4 separate regions of the Mus musculus genome follow, and all the other regions are linked to region 1. Evidence: chromatin contacts called from public Hi-C, HiChIP or PLAC-seq and promoter capture Hi-C data. All regions are on one chromosome and are shown on one strand. The core of a region is the stretch at or near the end of the contact, and the rest is flanking DNA. Distances in the headings are between cores, read along the strand shown. Region 1 holds the start of Fam124a (family with sequence similarity 124, member A). Region 2 holds the start of 2700070H01Rik (RIKEN cDNA 2700070H01 gene). Region 3 overlaps Wdfy2 (WD repeat and FYVE domain containing 2). Region 4 overlaps Wdfy2 (WD repeat and FYVE domain containing 2).

Region 1 (3,893 bases), core at 496-2,995:
GTCCCCAGTGACCTACTTCCTCCAGCTACACATGCCACACACATGCACACACTGTCTAATAGTCCAATTAACTATGAATTCATCCAGGGATTGATCCATTGATGAGGGTAGCACCTTTCTGATCCAATCAACTTCCCAAAAAGCCTACCAGCTGCCCACCAAGCTTCAGATGACGTTTTTAGATTCAAAACCACAACACGGTAAATCGGCTTAAATCTTCCTTAAAGAACTATTCCTTTGTTTAAGCTAATGAGCACCAAACTGAATATAACACATCCATTTTTGCTTGTTTGGGGGAAAGAATTTAAGGTTTAGGGAAGGCTATTCAGATTTGGCATAGGCACACTTACCGATATTTTTTTTTCCTGATCGATACTGCATTTCTACTCTGCTTTTGTCTACTGCCCTTCTCTTTTGTGTAATGTGTTTAAAATTAGAGTCCGAAAGCAATGACAAATATGTAAAGTGGGAAGAGCAGGAGAGAGAGAGGGAGAGAGAGAGAGAGAGGGAGGGAGGGAGGGAGGGAGGGAGGGAGGGAGGGAAGGAAGGAAGGAAGGAAGGAAGGAAGGAAGGAAGGAAGGAAGGAAGGAAGGAAGGAAGAGGATTGTTCTTCACAGCTTGTCACACAGAAGTGACACCGCTGTGCCAGTTGAGAGGGCATGCAGGTAGCTAGCCTTCACCTGGGACACTGACAGCTCCCGTAACCAGTACTTGGCATGTAGCAGAACTCACACGCAAACTGTTTTACAGACATGATCTCTTGTAACTCAAAATGGAGGTTCAGGGACGATCACAGACGTGATCTCTTGTAACTCACAACAGACAGAGAAGATAGCAGTAGCCCAATATGCGAAAAAATTAAGGCTCCAGGAGGTTAAATAACTTGTCTGAAAAGAAAAGATGACAGGGTCATAGCTGGTTGGCAGAACATGCTCAAGGTTGCGTCTTCAGCACTACCCTACAAAAGCGAATACGACATACACTTAAGTGCCTTCCACTGCTTCTAATGACAACACCACCAGAATTAAGTCTAAGTTGTTCTTACCCCACCACCGCCGCCGCTCCCAAGTTGCCTCACTGGCTAGAGTGGAAAAATGACTTCCTGCTACTTCAATTATTAACCCATCCTAAGGGATGGCTGGGTTTAACAACGTCAATGTCCATCACCCTCTTGCTGCCAGACCCCTTTGAATGGAAGCACACCCAGGACTCTTCGTGTTATTTTAAGATAGATAACAAAAGAATACATTCTCTAGCAAGTTGGGTCAGTGAGCAAGGCGATAATGAATTCAACGTCTGCAGTTCTGAGAAACACCCACGTGTTTTAACTGGTCCTCAAATGGCGATATCACACTCTGCCCTGGTTGCGCTGGTGGGTGTTTCCCAGTACTGCTCGCAGAATGGGGCTGAAAAAAATCTCTGGGCAAGCCCGGGGACTCCAGACTCTTTACTGTGGACCCAGGGGAGGGCAGCTTTGCTACTAGACTCCATACATGGGGCCCGCACCAGTCACTATAGAACGCACAGCGCTGGCATGCACCAGGCGGGTTGCAAGATAAATACTGCACGCCCACTGCACTCCACGCCCACTGCACTCCTCGCTCATGGAGAGAGTCCATCCCCCGGCACCTCCCGCACTCACGCTCGCGCTCGTGCACACGCGCGCATCCCGTGCACCCGCTCGGATCCTCGCCTGGTGGCACCCGGCGCGCCCGCGCAGCGCCGAGCGGAGGGCGGGGAGGGCGCGGCCGCGAGAGGGCGCGGCGAGCGGCTTCCTCGCGGGGCCGGGTTGTTGCGGAGGCCGGAGACGAGGCTCTCGGAGGGTCCCCGGGGCCGAGGGAGCGCGGACGGCACGCGCGCCATGAACCCGAAGGCGGGCGGTGAGGAAGAGGACTGCGTGGACTCTGGCGCCGAGACCGGAGGGTGAGCTGAGCCCAGCCGGGCGGGGCGGGAGCTCAGTACTTGCGCTCGGGAGCCCGAGCTGGGGAGGCAGTCCTGGGGTTGGGGTGCAGTATCTGCGAGCCAGCGGCATGGTCTGTGGTTGCCTGGGTCAGGGTGGGAAGGGGCGAGAAGAACCCCACCCCGGGCTGCTAGGTGATGGGACCCGAGGTTCAGCGTCGTTCCTCGCAGCCCTGTGGCCCCACGGTGCCAGGTTCAGCCACTATCCCCCTTCACCTAGAGATGCGCCTGCACTTGTTCCAGCCAGGCAACTCTGATAGCTTTGGAGCCCCAGGCTGCTGAGGAGGAAAGCAGGTGGAGAGGGTGGGACACCAGCACAGGAAAAAGACTCCGAAGCCGGCTAGGAGGACTTCATATCTCACTTATACTGTGCTGCTGAGCGGCCTCTCCACCCCGCCAGCCTGGAGTACCCACAGGATGCTGTGATGGGGTCTTGTGTGCTTCAATGGACTCAGTAATTAGCTCCAACCTTTGGAGGCTAATTAGTCCTCTCCCAACAGCAGTTTTCCTGAGTAGGACAAAAGACGGAATGCATTTTCAGAAACCAATGTCCCGTGATGGTCTCCACCCAGCCCATATCTAGAGGATTTTCCTGTGCACAGTCAGCACCACAGCCAGGATACAAGTGCTACCCCAGTAGGAACGTGTGTCTTTTCCTATCTAGAGAAGTCCTGCTAGAGGTCAGGGGCTACCCAGGCTACAGAAGACCTCGGAATTCCTGGAAGGTGGAGAGGTTTCAAACTAATATTAGGATTTGGCAATCTACTGAGAACAGGGAGGGAGGCCAGTTCCAGAATGGACCTATGTTCTGACCTAACCCACGAAAGCGTCCCTCAAGCTCGTCCTGCCTCCCAACCCCACCCCTCCTTGCAGCCTTCTCCACCAGCCCAACCCTAAATCTGGACTGTCATTCTTCCCTACACAGCAGGCTTTCTCTTGTTACCCAACCATGGTAACCGTGACAGAGGAGTAACTTGATTTGATGTCCCCACCCCTGCCCACCATTGCTTTTGCTTCAATTCTGTTGGTGTACAGTTGTCAACTTAGTTTATTTCCTGATATTTTGGTGCTGGAGTTCCAACCTAAGTACAATAGACAAGGATTCTTTCACTAACTCACACTGCCATTATGTATCAACTTTAGTTGACCATCTTTGGCTCTTCTCCCCTCCCCCATGGTTAGTTGAACCATGAATAGAAGAAACAAAGCAAATATTGCCTGCTGTGTTATAGTTGGCATGAAGCAGTCACTGTCCCACTAATTTTCAACTTGAAGGGCTTACCTAAAGCAGATGTTTGCCCAAGGGTCTTGCCTTGGAGAAGAGGAAGTAGCGCTGTCTTTGAGGGGTGTCTTCACCCTAAAAGCCAGACTAGTATGACTACCAGGACACTTGGGATGAGCTAGTTAATATGGGGACACCCGTGCTTCTAGTTCCTACTTGTCATTAAAGAGTGTTGCTGTAACAGGACATTGTTCAAAGAACTCTTATTATGCCACTAGAAAACGTAAATTAATATGTAAGATGATATTATTTTACACAGAAGTTTCAACTTGTGACCATTAACCTTGTGTTTGCTGTTGACCTCTGTGTAGTTTGAATTTTGGTTTCGCTATCAAGAGTGCTGTTAATAGTTGGCTCGTTCTTTCTTTCTGCTGTTTTCCCTCTCTCTTTTCTCCAAGCTGAATATAGAGCACATAAAGCTCACTCACTGAATGTTTGCTACTTGTTGTTGTTGTTGTTGTTGTTGTTGTTGTTGTTGCTGTTGTTGTGTTGTTGGAAACCAGGTCTCATGCATTCCAGGTTGAACTTGAAATCACTAAGTAGCTGATGACAGCCTTAAGCCCTGATCTTCCTGCCTCCCTTCCCAAATACTGGGTTTACAGGCATGCAGCCCATGCCAGGATTTCCTCAGTATGTCCCTCTCCCTTCCCAG
Region 2 (3,893 bases), core at 770-3,269, 500 kb after region 1:
AACAAACAAACCTCTTCTCAACAGTAAACAACAAAAGACAACACATAGAACAAGGGTAACAAGGAACAGGCCAACACCTGTGAAGATGGCTTTAAACTTTGAAGAAGGAATCAATAAAAGATGTTCAAGGATGCAAAGATAAAGACATCTAATACAGCATCCTGGTCACCTCCTTCCTGTCAACTTTAAATATGAGTGTAATCCCACAAAATCTTTGAATCACGCAGACTGAACCTCAAGCTCCTTAATAAAGTTTTTAAATAAGATTGTCATCAGAAATTCAGAAGATGAGGAGTCCGCCTAAGTCTCCTCCTAGATATCCAAGCCTTAACCAAGGAAGCCGATAACAGGACGTGACCAGCTGCATTGACAAGCAGCAGAGGAAAGACAAGGACCTTTCAATTAATAGGACCAACAACAAGTCATTCGGTCAGTAGGGACAACAATACATTGTTCATTAATTAGGGATGCCGCTCTGAAATAATAAGGCTGGTGGCTCATGCAGACCTTATCCCAGAATAAACTCAAAATGAATCAGAGATAGGAAATTATAAAGAGGGAGCCATAGGATTGCTTTATCATCATTTTACCTGAAATAGAGCACAAATGGCATTTTAGGAACTAGTAGGCTACATCAAGTGAATCGTTCTTCCCATGGAAAAGGCAAGAGGGAAAATAACCAGAAACACAACAAATAATAAATTCTTAGAAGCTGGTTAAAAGTTTCAAGTAAAATCTTTCAAATGTTAATTTTAGAAAGTCCTTGAGATTACTTCTATGAAGATATGATGTGTGTGTGTGTGTGCATTTGCATGTGTGTATGTTCGAGTGAAATGTGGGTGGTGTGTGCATGCATGTGCGTGTGTCTGTGTGTGTGTTGTGCATGTGCATGCTACAACCCATGTGTGGAGGTCAGGAGACAGCTTTGTCGAGTTGGTTTCTTTTTTTCCCTTCCCTTCTCTCTTTGTACATAGGTTCTAGGAGTGGCGCAGAGATGACCCTGAGCTGTCTCACTAGCCCAATATTGGAGTGCTTTTAAATGGAACACACCCAAGCTAAAAAAAAACCTTCTGCTACTCACAACGCAGCATTGTAGGCAACCTCCCAGACAAAACAATGGGGAAGAGAAGCTGGGCGCAACAGTAACCCCACGGACTGCCACTCACTTGAATTTTAAGAACATGGCACTGTGTCCAAAGCAGGGAAGGGGCTGTTTCTGGTGGGTGAGTGAGGAGGAAGAGGATGAAGAAAGTGTTGAGAACACTCTGGGAACCTGTATATGAACCCAAACATTTTAAGAGCCCCTCAATCCACTTGCACACAGAAGACCTGTCATCCACAATATTTCTTAATGAGTTCTTGGGCCTCATAGACACATTGGGAGCTTTTAATCAGTGAGTGGAGCTAGGAAGTGGGTCACATCATCCCAGAAAAAAAAAAAAAAAAAGTAACTAACAAGCTTTCCTGGGTAGCCTCTGAAAACCCCAAAGAGCTGGAAAGGCCTCCTAGGATAACAACAAATGCTGGAAGTGTTTCAGAATAGCAGCACAGATGTCCGGGGGAGCATAATTGTTCCTTCTGCGTGTGGTAGGCTAGTTCAGGGTCCAGTCAGAGCTCACCAGACCCCTGAGAGAACCAGGAAAGAGGCTAGCCCAGCCTTTCAGTTGAGCTCCCATTTTCTCTTCCAGACCTCAAGCATGGGCTGCCTGGCCACTCCCTGCCCTCTGAGTCTCTTCTCATCATTCTCAGAATGAGGCACTGTCCAGACAAGACCCAGGCTGTCCACCCTGTGGCGCCAGCAAGCGGAGAGCAGACAGCAGGGCCCCTGCCTCCACCACCTCCCTTCCCCTGGCACCAAAACAAATGACCTCATCTGAGGAACCAGCTCCTATCAGCCACCAGCCTCCCTCCAGGCCAGCAGAGGGATCAACGGGAGGGGAGGAGGCTGGCCCTGGGCTCTGCCTACTTTGGCACAGACCTGGTTCTGCGGAGCATCAGCTGCCGCCTTTAAATCAGGGAGGCTTCGGCTTTGTTCTTGGGTCCTGGATACTGGGTGAGCCCTACTCCTGCATGTAGCCCCCCCCCCCCCCCCGACGTCTCCCTCTGTGCTATCCTTGGGTACACATAACTACAAAGGACAGCCACCACACAAATAGCCAACGAAGGACTGAGGAGGCTCTGTGTATGCATGTGTGCATGCATGCATGCTTGCATGCGTGTGTGCTTGTGAACAGCCTCAGGTATTCATTCTTGGTTTTAGACACTACTCAGTGGCCTGGAACTCAGCAAGAAGGCTACACTGGCTGGCCACCAAGCCCAGGGATCCACTGCCTCTGCCTTCCAGGGGCTAGGGTTGCACACATATACACCACCTGACTTTTTGTGGTTATCATGGTTTTGGTTTGTATTGATTGATTGATTGGTTGGTTGATTGCACGGATGATTCTGGAGAGTCCACAGTGCCTTTACTCTGTGCAAGAGAGTCATTTCACCCAGTCCAGAAATGGAAGTCTAGGATTCTAACTGTGCCAGGGCCCCATCACCCCCTGTTCTGCCCTGGCACTGCAGTGGTGTGGTAGAGGCCTCCTATAGGTGATGGGGTGGCAGCCATGTCCCACCAGATGATGTGACTGACATGGTGGCTTTGATATCAGTATCTTTTTCCAATCTGGTTCAGCATTTAATGATGGTGCTCATGATGTTGTCTACCCAGGGGCAGACTCTCGAGACTTCCACAACATGTGACCTTCAGCAAAGTCTTAGAACACTTCTAGACCTCAGCAAGTAACCTACGAGAGGCGGTTATGACTGGTCCTGTCTTCAAGCTAGGCTGCAAGAGTCAAGTGGCAACTGAATCAGTGCATCATGCCCAGCATGGAGGAAGCCATCAGTCATCCTGGTCAGTTATCAAGATCCACAGGGTGGTGGCCTCGGAAAGTGTGCGGCTCCATCTGACTTCTCTATCCCAGTCAGTCTGACTGCACCTCCTGTTGAGTGTGTGAATAGGGGCCCAGTGACCTTCCCAAAGGTGGCTGGCATCCCTGTATGCTGGATCGCAGGACCCATTTTGGTCTTTCTGTCCTTGCCCAGGCTAGTATACACAGTGATTATGTATGCATTGCAAGCACCTTATTATTAGAAGAGAGCAGGGGTGTGGCTAAATCGGTAGAGTGCTTGCCTAGCACACAGGAAACCCTGGGTTCCATTCTCAGCACTGCATAAACGGTGCTGCTCAGTGCTGTAATCCCAGCACTCAGGAGATGGAGGCAGGGGAATCAAGTAAGTTCAGGCTAGCCTGGGATAGCTGAGACTAAAAAGAGGGGGGGCGGGGTGGAGGAGAAAGTGGAAAAAGAAGAGAGAAGGAGGAGAGAAAGGACTAGAGAAAGTAATCGTTAGACAAGAGGTGGATTTTGTTCAGCATCAGGGAAGACCTGTATCAGGTCTCTCTCCCCTGGAGGGCAGCAGATGAAGAAGTGCTACCTTGGATGTTCCCCTAAGTAAACAGAGTCCCCAGCCATTCAGCCCCAGTGTCTGCAGAGACCCCAGCACAGTGACGTCTCTTCTCCACAGGGATCACCATTGGTTGGCCTCTGCACCATGGGATAGATGATCGGACACTAACCTGAGGCAGAAGGAAGGGCCCTGGAGGATCTCTGTCACTCCCCAGAGCCTGCACTCTTACCAGCTCCTGAATGCCCACAGGGGCTTCCTGTGATTTTTGCCATGCTTCGCTTCTGTATCCTGCCTTCAGCAGGTACTACCCTCCCCCACCATCATACTCTGCTGGGGAAGGGATTGCTGAGAACAGCAATCGCCCAAGGACACACAACTACTGTACATGCTAAGTGTTCTGCCCTTATAGAAATACAAGGAAAAGAAACCCTCTTAATGTT
Region 3 (3,893 bases), core at 761-3,260, 340 kb after region 1:
TTCATATAAGTGTTTCTGCACTGAGATCTAGACACTGGAATTACAGTGTTTGAAGTTATGATATTCTTGATATTGATTGATATCTGGTGTCTTCTTTCTTGAGGGTGTGTTTGGGTCTGAATCAAGAGGCAGAGTCTCCAGGTGACAGAGGTGTGCTGGACATAGATAGAGGCTTCTGTGGGTAGGCTGCAGCAGGAGTAAGAGCCAGTGTAGAGAGACCAGAAAGAAGGATGGGAAAGGTACTAAAGGCTGCCTTCCTGAGTTCCAACCTAGTTTGGCCATTGGGGTTCCTAAGACCTACAGACTGTTATGCTATGGCGGGGATGTTTGGGAGCATGGGGACAAAGGAAAACTTCTGATTTTCTTTTCTTTTCCAACTTTAAGTAAAATAACCAGTCTTTGCTCTGATCTTGCCTGTTCATCAAACTTGGCACATAGCTGCCAAGAAGAGGGGAGGAGAGGCTGTAACTGAACAGGGATTTGTAGCTCCCGGTGTTGTGCAGAGCAAACAGTGGAGACACCTGGGCAGTATGCCATAGTTACTGAATAAACATCTGTGTAATGGTGGAGTCTGTCTGTCTTAGGGCTTTACAGATGTGAACAGACACCGTGACCAAGGCAACTCTTATAAAGAACAACATTTAATTGGGGCTGGCTTGCAGGTTCAGAGGTTCAGTCCATTATCATCAAGGCAGGAACATGGCAGCATCCAGGCAGGTATGATATAGGAGATACTGAGAGTTCTACATCTTCATCTGCAAGCTGCTAGCAGAATACTGGCTTCCAGGCAGCTAGGGTGAGGGTCTTAAAGCCCACACCCACAGTGATACACCTACAACCCACAAGGCTACATCTACTCCAACAGGACCACACCTTCTACTAGTGCCACTCCCCGGGCTGAACATATACAAACCATGACAGACACTAATAATAGATATGATTTCCCTAAGAGCATCATCAGCTCTGTTTCTGTAATAGTGGCATATTGGCTTTGAGGAGTAAGACTGTTAGGTATTTGTACAGTCTTCTACTGGGAATTAAGACAGACCTACTTTTATCCTCAGACAGTTTTCAGCATCCCCTGAACAGTAATTGGAATTGTGCTATTGGATTCTGCACAAAGCAACTGGGTCAGAATCTTTGTTTTAGTAAAATCTCTAGATGATTTCAGTATGCATTAAAGTTAGAATATGGTCTTCTAATGTGTTGTTAAGCAATATATACATGTTTAAATGAACCCAGTGAAGCCTTATGCAAATACTGTATTGATTTAAAATATGTAAATATAAGCCACTTTGTTAGTCAAATATTTATGACATGTCTAGTATACCTTGGCCACTGATGTAAGTGCCAAGGATGTGCAGATGAAGAGGATTCATAGGGCAAGGCGATTTCTGAAATGTTTTATTCTTAGATGCTTTCAGTACGGCACACAGGTTAAGGGGGGGCGGGCATGTGTACGTCCTTCATAGTTGTCAGTAATGAAACCTACTACATTACATGCGTACTTTCATCTTGAGTCTTTAAAAAATAAATAAATAAACGAGATTACTCAGTGCTGTCCCTAACTAATGTTTTTGTGGCATTGGTTACACAATAAGTGAAAATGAAAGAGAATCAAGTGAATGGCTACAAACTGTGTGCTACAGGCATTTATGACCATGTTCTGTGTTTATATGAGAAGTAGTATTCCAAATGCAGAAGGTGGCTTTTTGACTTGGTCCTCTAGAATAGTCATTACAATATAGTCATTGTTGTGTTTGGCAAGAGAATAGATATTCTGTATCTTTAATAAGAAGTTGAAGCTTAACACAGGGGACCAGGCGGGAGGCTCTGGGTGAGAAGAGTGGTGAGGCCTGAGCTTGGTGCTGGGTACCCAGCAAGGCAGTGTGTGAAATGCCGAGTGACCTAGAGAAGTGACACGCAGGAGAACAGTGAACAGCAGATGCACTGTTATAAATCCCAGGCACTGTCCATGCTAGAGTTCCTAGTCCTGTTCTAAGCTATCCACCCAGTCAACTGAAGGAAGGACGCCAAGAGGATCCAGCCTTGTGTAAATAAGGTGGTTTCCCCACCCCACCTCCGCCCAATCTGGCTTTCCCAGGAATTTGGCACTTTGACTAGGAAATTGTGGTCTTGGTCCTGTTCCGAACCCAAAACTGGCAGCATTAAACCCAAGAGCATCTAGACATTTGTGCATGAAGATGCAGTAGGAGCTGAAAGCAGAAAAGGATGAGCCAGGCAGAGTGAGGAGAGAGGAAGCCGTGTGATAATGCTGGGAGGGAGGCTCCCTCCTTCATCCCCCTAGGCCAGTCAGAATCCTGGCAGGCTCAGGCTGCTGGCCTTCTAGGGGCACCCACATGAGCTCACACTAACCTAGCTCTAGCTACAAGTATGTGGCAAGCCTTGGGGCTCGTAGAATACTTCCCTTCCTGCCTGTCACACTCTCCTGGACCTCTGTGACCTTTAAATAGAAGGGCAGACTCATGGCCTATAGTGTTACATGTTTCCATGGACATGGTCTGATAGGAGGGAGGCCATGTAGATATGGAGAATAGAAAAGAGTTGTTTATCCTCCTTCCCCTTTAGTTTCTTTGGACACGTTGTCCACCAGATGTTAACGTTTCTTCTGGCCACGTGCAATGTCCAGAGGATGTGGAGGTACAATACAGCAGTTGGTTTCTGCAGTCATGATGCTCACACTGTGTGAAGAAGGCAGGTCCTAGGTAAGCACTCTCCCAATTCATTGAGTGTGGGGAATTGCAGGCTGGTCTCCAGTTGAGCTGAGGTCTGAACCCCGATGGTCATAATTCACCTACATGACACAGTAGGCGTTCCCTCATGCTCCTGGAACTCTGGCCCCTGCCTAAGGTACCACCTCCCACAGTCCCCACAAGAGAAGCATGGTCAGTAGTCATGTAAACAATGGCTCAAACTTCTGACCTTCAGGCTAAACTCCTCCCCAGTTACCTAGCAACAGTGAAGACCATAAAAAGGGGTGCTCAGCCTGCACATCACTCTCTTAGTCCTTTGTCCTCTCATCTCTCACTTCTCTCACCTCTTCCCTTTCTCTTTGTCTTCCTCTCTCCTCTCCTCTCCTCTCCTCTCCTCTCCTCTCCTCTCCTCTCCTCTCCTCTCCTCTCCTATCCTCTCCTCTCCTCTCCTCTCCTCTCCTCTCCTCTCCTCTCCTCTCTTCTTCTCTCTTTCTCGCTAGACTTTCCTCTTCCTTCCTTCCCCCCTCTCTTTCTCTTTCTTTTCTACCTTCTCTCTTTCCCCCTGCATTTCTATAATAAAGCTCTTAAACCATAGAGTGTCTCTGCACCTTCTAGAACCGCTGCGCCACTCTCGCCAGTGTTGGGAACTCCTTCCCTCATCCCTCTCTCCTACAACCCTGGGGCTTTAGCAAGGTAGCTCTGGGGTCCCTGGTCGGGGCTACCCCTTTTCCACCCCCCCACCCCCCCACCCCACTGCGTGGGCCAGGCATGCTCACCTGGGGCCTAGTGGAAAAGTGTCCGGCAGCTCTGCCTGTGTCTGCCTGCCCAGAGCACAGGAACTCTGGCTGGATGTTAGGCCCCTTTACCTCCCCCACTTCTCCCTGGGCCTCCCTAGGGTCCCCCTTTATTTTTGTTCCCAACAATTGAGGACTATAGCAGAAGTACTGCATAAGGGCCTGGTCCCTGGTGTTCCCAGAAGAGCGTTTACTTAAACTGTTTTCAACAGAATGCTTGCATATCTGTTCCGGGAATTGAATCCAGGGTGGTGTGCCTACCTACTGAACTATACCCCTAGAGCCTCTAGAGAACTGAGGGTGTTTGTTGCCTTGTTTTGAAGGCAATAATACACACATATATACATATACATTCATGCATATATACATACGTATGTATACTGTA
Region 4 (3,893 bases), core at 691-3,190, 300 kb after region 1:
GGTTTTTTTTGCTTTGTTTTGTTTTGTTTTTTTGTTTTTTTTTCTTCTTCTATTTCTATCCAGGTCATAACCAAGGACATTTCCAGCTACTGGCCAAGGACATAAACCTTGGTTCCTTTTCCTAAATCTGCTTGACCAGTTTCTATCTCCCTTTCTTTCCATTGACGTCTTTCTGTCTCACAGACTTCATTGTACTTTTCAAGGCAGTCTCTCATTGAAGCTGGAATTCACTGATTGGCTAGACTGGCTGGTCAATAATTGTCAGGAATCCTCCTTTCCTACCTCCCCAGTTTTGGGCTGAGTAATTTTGTTCTGCTAAGGCTGGCAAGCATAGGAGACAGTTTAGTATGCTGGGGCCCCAATGTGGTTTTGGGCTATGTGCACTCCCTCTCTTGTACTAATGCACTTGGTAGCCTACTTTTCACTTACAAGTACTATATTCACTCATTCCCTTCCCAACAACACATCTGACAACTTAGTCTCCTACTTGCATTAGGTACACACATGCCATTTCTCAAACAATAGTGTCAGCTTTTCTAACCCTGATAGCAATCAAGCTTGCAGTTTCTATTCAAGTGTATTCTCAGCATATCTGGGTGTGAATACTAGAAGGACTAATCTAACCCGAACTAGTTTGAGATGTAGGTGTACAGTAAAGCAAACTGTGTCCTCCTTTTACCTTTTTATTGCCTGTACATAACTGGTCATGCATATGTTGAAATCAGGTATATTATAGAAAGGGTTGTGCACAGTAAGAAAAGGGAGTATAGAACCCAATCTATCAGTAATGTCAGAGAACCACCCAAGCTATGTGCCTTAGTAGAAGCAGCCCCCCTCTCTCTTTAGACCCCATAAAAAGAGACCCCAGGCAGTAGCCTGGGCCCTAGAATAGCCTCATTCCTGTGGTCTGCTAGCAATCTTGACAGCATGTCTTTTTAAATCTGTACTATTGTTTTGCTCCAAATAAAGTTCCCTTGCTTCCTCTGAAGATCTAAGTGTGTCCTTATTTTCAATCCTTTGCTAAGAGGTGCTTTGTTTAAGGAGACCATCTACTAGTTACCTTGAAAATTTATCGAGATGCCATGGGATACCTGCCTATAAGTTATTGGCCAGAGAGACCCTAGACGAACCTCAGCCTGTTGCCATAGCTCTTGATTACCCACTGGAACTAGATGGAAAGATCCTATTGCTGAAGATACAACACATTGGTTGTGGACATATAGAGAAACCAAACCAGAACTGACCTTAAAACTTCCTCTGTTGGCTAGCTACCATAGTGCTGGAAGGGACTATCTGGCCATATGAGGAGAAGAGCTATCCATAATATTACCCATTGGTGAACTGACTTGCTAAGGCAAGATGTGCCCACTGGTGTAGTAGTGGCCTGGCTGTTATAGTGAGAGGTGGCTAACCAACCACTTTTGAATTGGATTTGAGGTCTGCTTCACAGGAAATAATTCTTTTGCCTTGTACTATAAGTCTGGTCAAAGGCCCTAGAGGAGAGCATTACTGTTGTTGCCTTGCTATATGAACATGTTGTCATGCCTTCTAAATATTTATATTTATATCCTAGATTAGTGGCTGCTGCCCTCAGCCTTGGCCAGACAAGCTTCTCTCTATAGTGCTCAACAGTTAATGCAGAGACACCATAAATAGTCAAAGTGCTGAGACTTAAGTGACTACTTAGTGCTTAACCATAAGTAGGACATCTGTGTTTCACATCTCCTCCCCCAGGTCTCAAGGAACGTCATAGAAAAGGAGGGCGGAAAGAATGTAAGAAGAGCCAGAGGGTGGGGAGGAGTGCTGTGTAATGTTGTCTTCTGGGAACCGACAGGGCCACTGCACTCCTGAGCTCACTGAAGCCGTGGTTGCCTGTACAAAACCAAGCCAGCAGGATCAGCCAGTGTTCAGTCCTGCAGCACTAATTAGACTCTGTGGATTACAGAGAGCGGGAGGGAGGAGAGGGATGACTGCAGTGTGTGTGTCCGCCCACACCTCACTGAGGAGGCAGAGCAAGATGGATCTCTGTGAGTTTGAGGCCAGCTTGGTCTACAAAGGAGTTCCAGGACAGCCAGAGCTCTGTTATACAGAAAACCCTGTCTTGAAAAACAAACAAACAAACAAACAAACAACCCTCCAAGTGATATATTGTTTAAATTATTACATTGCCAAAGAATAACTAAAAGGTATTCTCTTAATAAAGAAAAAAGAAAGTTCTTAAGATTGCCTTGGTGATTTCATGAGGTGTGAAATGCATGCATTCAATGTGTGGTGAACTAGCAGCTCAGTTCATGAGGACACCGGGGTGAGTTCAGTGGGAAGCTCCGGGGCGTGCGACTTGGAGCTGCATTCTGGGTCTAATGCAGAATGCACGGTGTTTTGTTATCTTCCCAGGAAAGAGAGGCCTTATTTGGCTTTCGGTTTAAGAGAGAACACAGTCTGTTGAGGTGAGGAAGACATGGTGTCAGGAGCATGAGCTGGCCACACCTCCTCTGCGGTCCCAAGCAGAGGTGAATGCTGGCACTCAACACTGTCTCTCTTCTTCACTTTCTATTGAGCTCAGGACCCCAGCCCATGAGGTGGTGCTGCCCACATCCAGAGTGGTCTTGCCTCCTCAGTTAACGCTTTCAGAAAACCTGACAGACATCCCAGAGGTGTGTTTCCACTGTTGATTCTAAATCCAGCCAGGTTAACATAGAGAGTGCATGGCACCCCCTCATCTCACTAGCGGAGGGCTAGCTGCAGCCTCCATTTGAACTCAAGAATTGTGTTATGATTGCTGTCTGTATAAAGAGAATTCTTTGAAATAGAAATGTAAGCAGTGAGTTAATCCGGCGGCTGTATTTCTTTACCTTTGCCAGTTCCTAATAACCACGCAGAGAAACCCAAGATTGATTTCAAGCTGCATCTCAGTACTGAGCAGTCAAATGATCTGTAATAACCCCGTGCTCATCTGGCTCCCTCCCAGCCTCATCCCGTGATCCTTGCATATTTTTATTGATCTGGCTTTTGGGCTTCCGATGTTTTTTACTCATGGTGGCTTCTCAGACCTTCTATGATGGATCTGAATCCTCCCTCCCTCCTTCCCCTGGCTGGAGGAAGCTTCCGCTGTATTCTGTCTTCTGCCCAGCCATTGGGTGATCAGCATTTATTGACAGGGCAGAGTAAAAGGTAAGAATGTTTACACAAACTTGAAACAGGAGATTCTTGACTTAAGCGTTACAGTGCCATGTCCAGATTGAAACGAGATGTGAGGGAGAGAAGTGGCATTCGAATAGCACAAGGATAACCTTTACACAGTGCACAAATGCATTATGCCTGCAGTGTGTCCCAAGCTCATTTGTCCTTCCTTAGGGTAACAGTCAACTGTCTAATTCATTCCACTGGTGGTAAATGTAATAAGCTTTTGAAAGGGATATCTTAGCTGGGCAGTGGTGTCACAAGCCTTTTTAATTCCAGCTCTCAGGAGTTCGATGCCAGCCTGGTCTACAGGGTGAGTTTCAGGACAGCCAGGGATACACAGAGGTGAAACCCTGTCTCAAACAAACAAATACACAAACAAAACAGAAAACAAAAAGTCTTTAGCTGTTTTTTTTTCCCTCCCCATGTGTCCTGATGAGAGTGCTTTAGCACCAAGAGAACCACAGGTGACACCTGTCAATGCTGGTCTGCCTTCCAGACAGGCAGGAGGAGAGCAGAAGGCAGAGGCATCCGTCAACTGCACCTGTGCTCGTTCCGAGCTTCCTGGAAGCTCAGTCAGTGACTTCTGCTCACATCTCCTTAACCAGAAGTGTCTCAGCCCTCACTCACACAGGCTGGCCCATGCCCCCCTCAGTGTAATTTGGTGGGAAAAAGTTTTGAGAAGAATTTATACCATTGTTGTCTATAAAACT

The links. Promoter capture Hi-C pulls out the DNA fragments that hold promoters and counts their contacts. Hi-C and Micro-C count contacts between places; a contact is called where the count stands out from the background. HiChIP or PLAC-seq counts read pairs in DNA pulled down with a chosen protein or histone mark.
Region 2: a contact with region 1 is called in a Hi-C map of the N1E-115 cell line, with 2.4 times the contacts expected there. The contact joins the promoter of 2700070H01Rik here to the promoter of Fam124a in region 1. A contact is called at or near these places in 10 of 39 promoter capture datasets (the 3T3-L1 cell line, 3T3-L1-derived adipocytes, the C10 cell line and 7 more), 2 of 484 Hi-C or Micro-C datasets (the N1E-115 cell line and bone marrow-derived macrophages), 1 of 115 datasets of contacts at active chromatin or transcription factors (embryonic stem cells) and 4 of 9 other capture datasets (adipose tissue, embryonic stem cells, embryonic trunk and 1 more).
Region 3: a contact with region 1 is called in a promoter capture Hi-C map of hippocampal neurons, with 3 times the contacts expected there. The contact joins the enhancer-like site here to the promoter of Fam124a in region 1. A contact is called at or near these places in 2 of 39 promoter capture datasets (cranial neural crest and hippocampal neurons), 1 of 484 Hi-C or Micro-C datasets (muscle stem cells), 4 of 115 datasets of contacts at active chromatin or transcription factors (embryonic forebrain, embryonic stem cells, extraembryonic endoderm stem cells and 1 more) and 3 of 9 other capture datasets (adipose tissue, liver and macrophages).
Region 4: a contact with region 1 is called in an H3K4me3 HiChIP or PLAC-seq map of forebrain, with 3 times the contacts expected there. The contact joins the enhancer-like site here to the promoter of Fam124a in region 1. A contact is called at or near these places in 1 of 39 promoter capture datasets (embryonic stem cells), 7 of 484 Hi-C or Micro-C datasets (cortical neurons, muscle stem cells, myocytes and 2 more) and 5 of 115 datasets of contacts at active chromatin or transcription factors (astrocytes, embryonic basal ganglia, embryonic forebrain and 2 more).

Annotation. Positions count from the first base shown.
Region 1 is chr14:62,553,992-62,557,884 of GRCm38.p6, forward strand. It overlaps Fam124a (family with sequence similarity 124, member A), which reads left to right and starts at 1,746. Exons shown (of 4, transcript NM_001243857.1): 1 at 1,746-1,923. The coding sequence starts at 1,862.
Region 2 is chr14:63,053,054-63,056,946 of GRCm38.p6, forward strand. 2700070H01Rik (RIKEN cDNA 2700070H01 gene) reads left to right here and starts at 2,020. Exons shown (of 3, transcript NR_046019.1): 1 at 2,020-2,053; 2 at 2,714-2,899; 3 at 3,571-3,893.
Region 3 is chr14:62,891,086-62,894,978 of GRCm38.p6, forward strand. All of the region lies in intron 2 of Wdfy2 (WD repeat and FYVE domain containing 2), which reads left to right. Among named protein-coding and RNA genes, the nearest start is that of Mir6541, 27 kb to the left of the region's middle. Within about 2 kb of position 2,011, at least 55 of the 459 cell types and tissues checked have an H3K27ac peak or open chromatin away from gene starts, as enhancers often do. A contact at or near this core is called in hippocampal neurons and muscle stem cells, where this site is marked.
Region 4 is chr14:62,849,316-62,853,208 of GRCm38.p6, forward strand. The region is part of intron 1 of Wdfy2 (WD repeat and FYVE domain containing 2); the gene reads left to right. Among named protein-coding and RNA genes, the nearest start is that of Gm26536, 13 kb to the left of the region's middle. Within about 2 kb of position 1,941, at least 84 of the 459 cell types and tissues checked have an H3K27ac peak or open chromatin away from gene starts, as enhancers often do. A contact at or near this core is called in fibro-adipogenic progenitors, forebrain, muscle stem cells and 1 more, where this site is marked.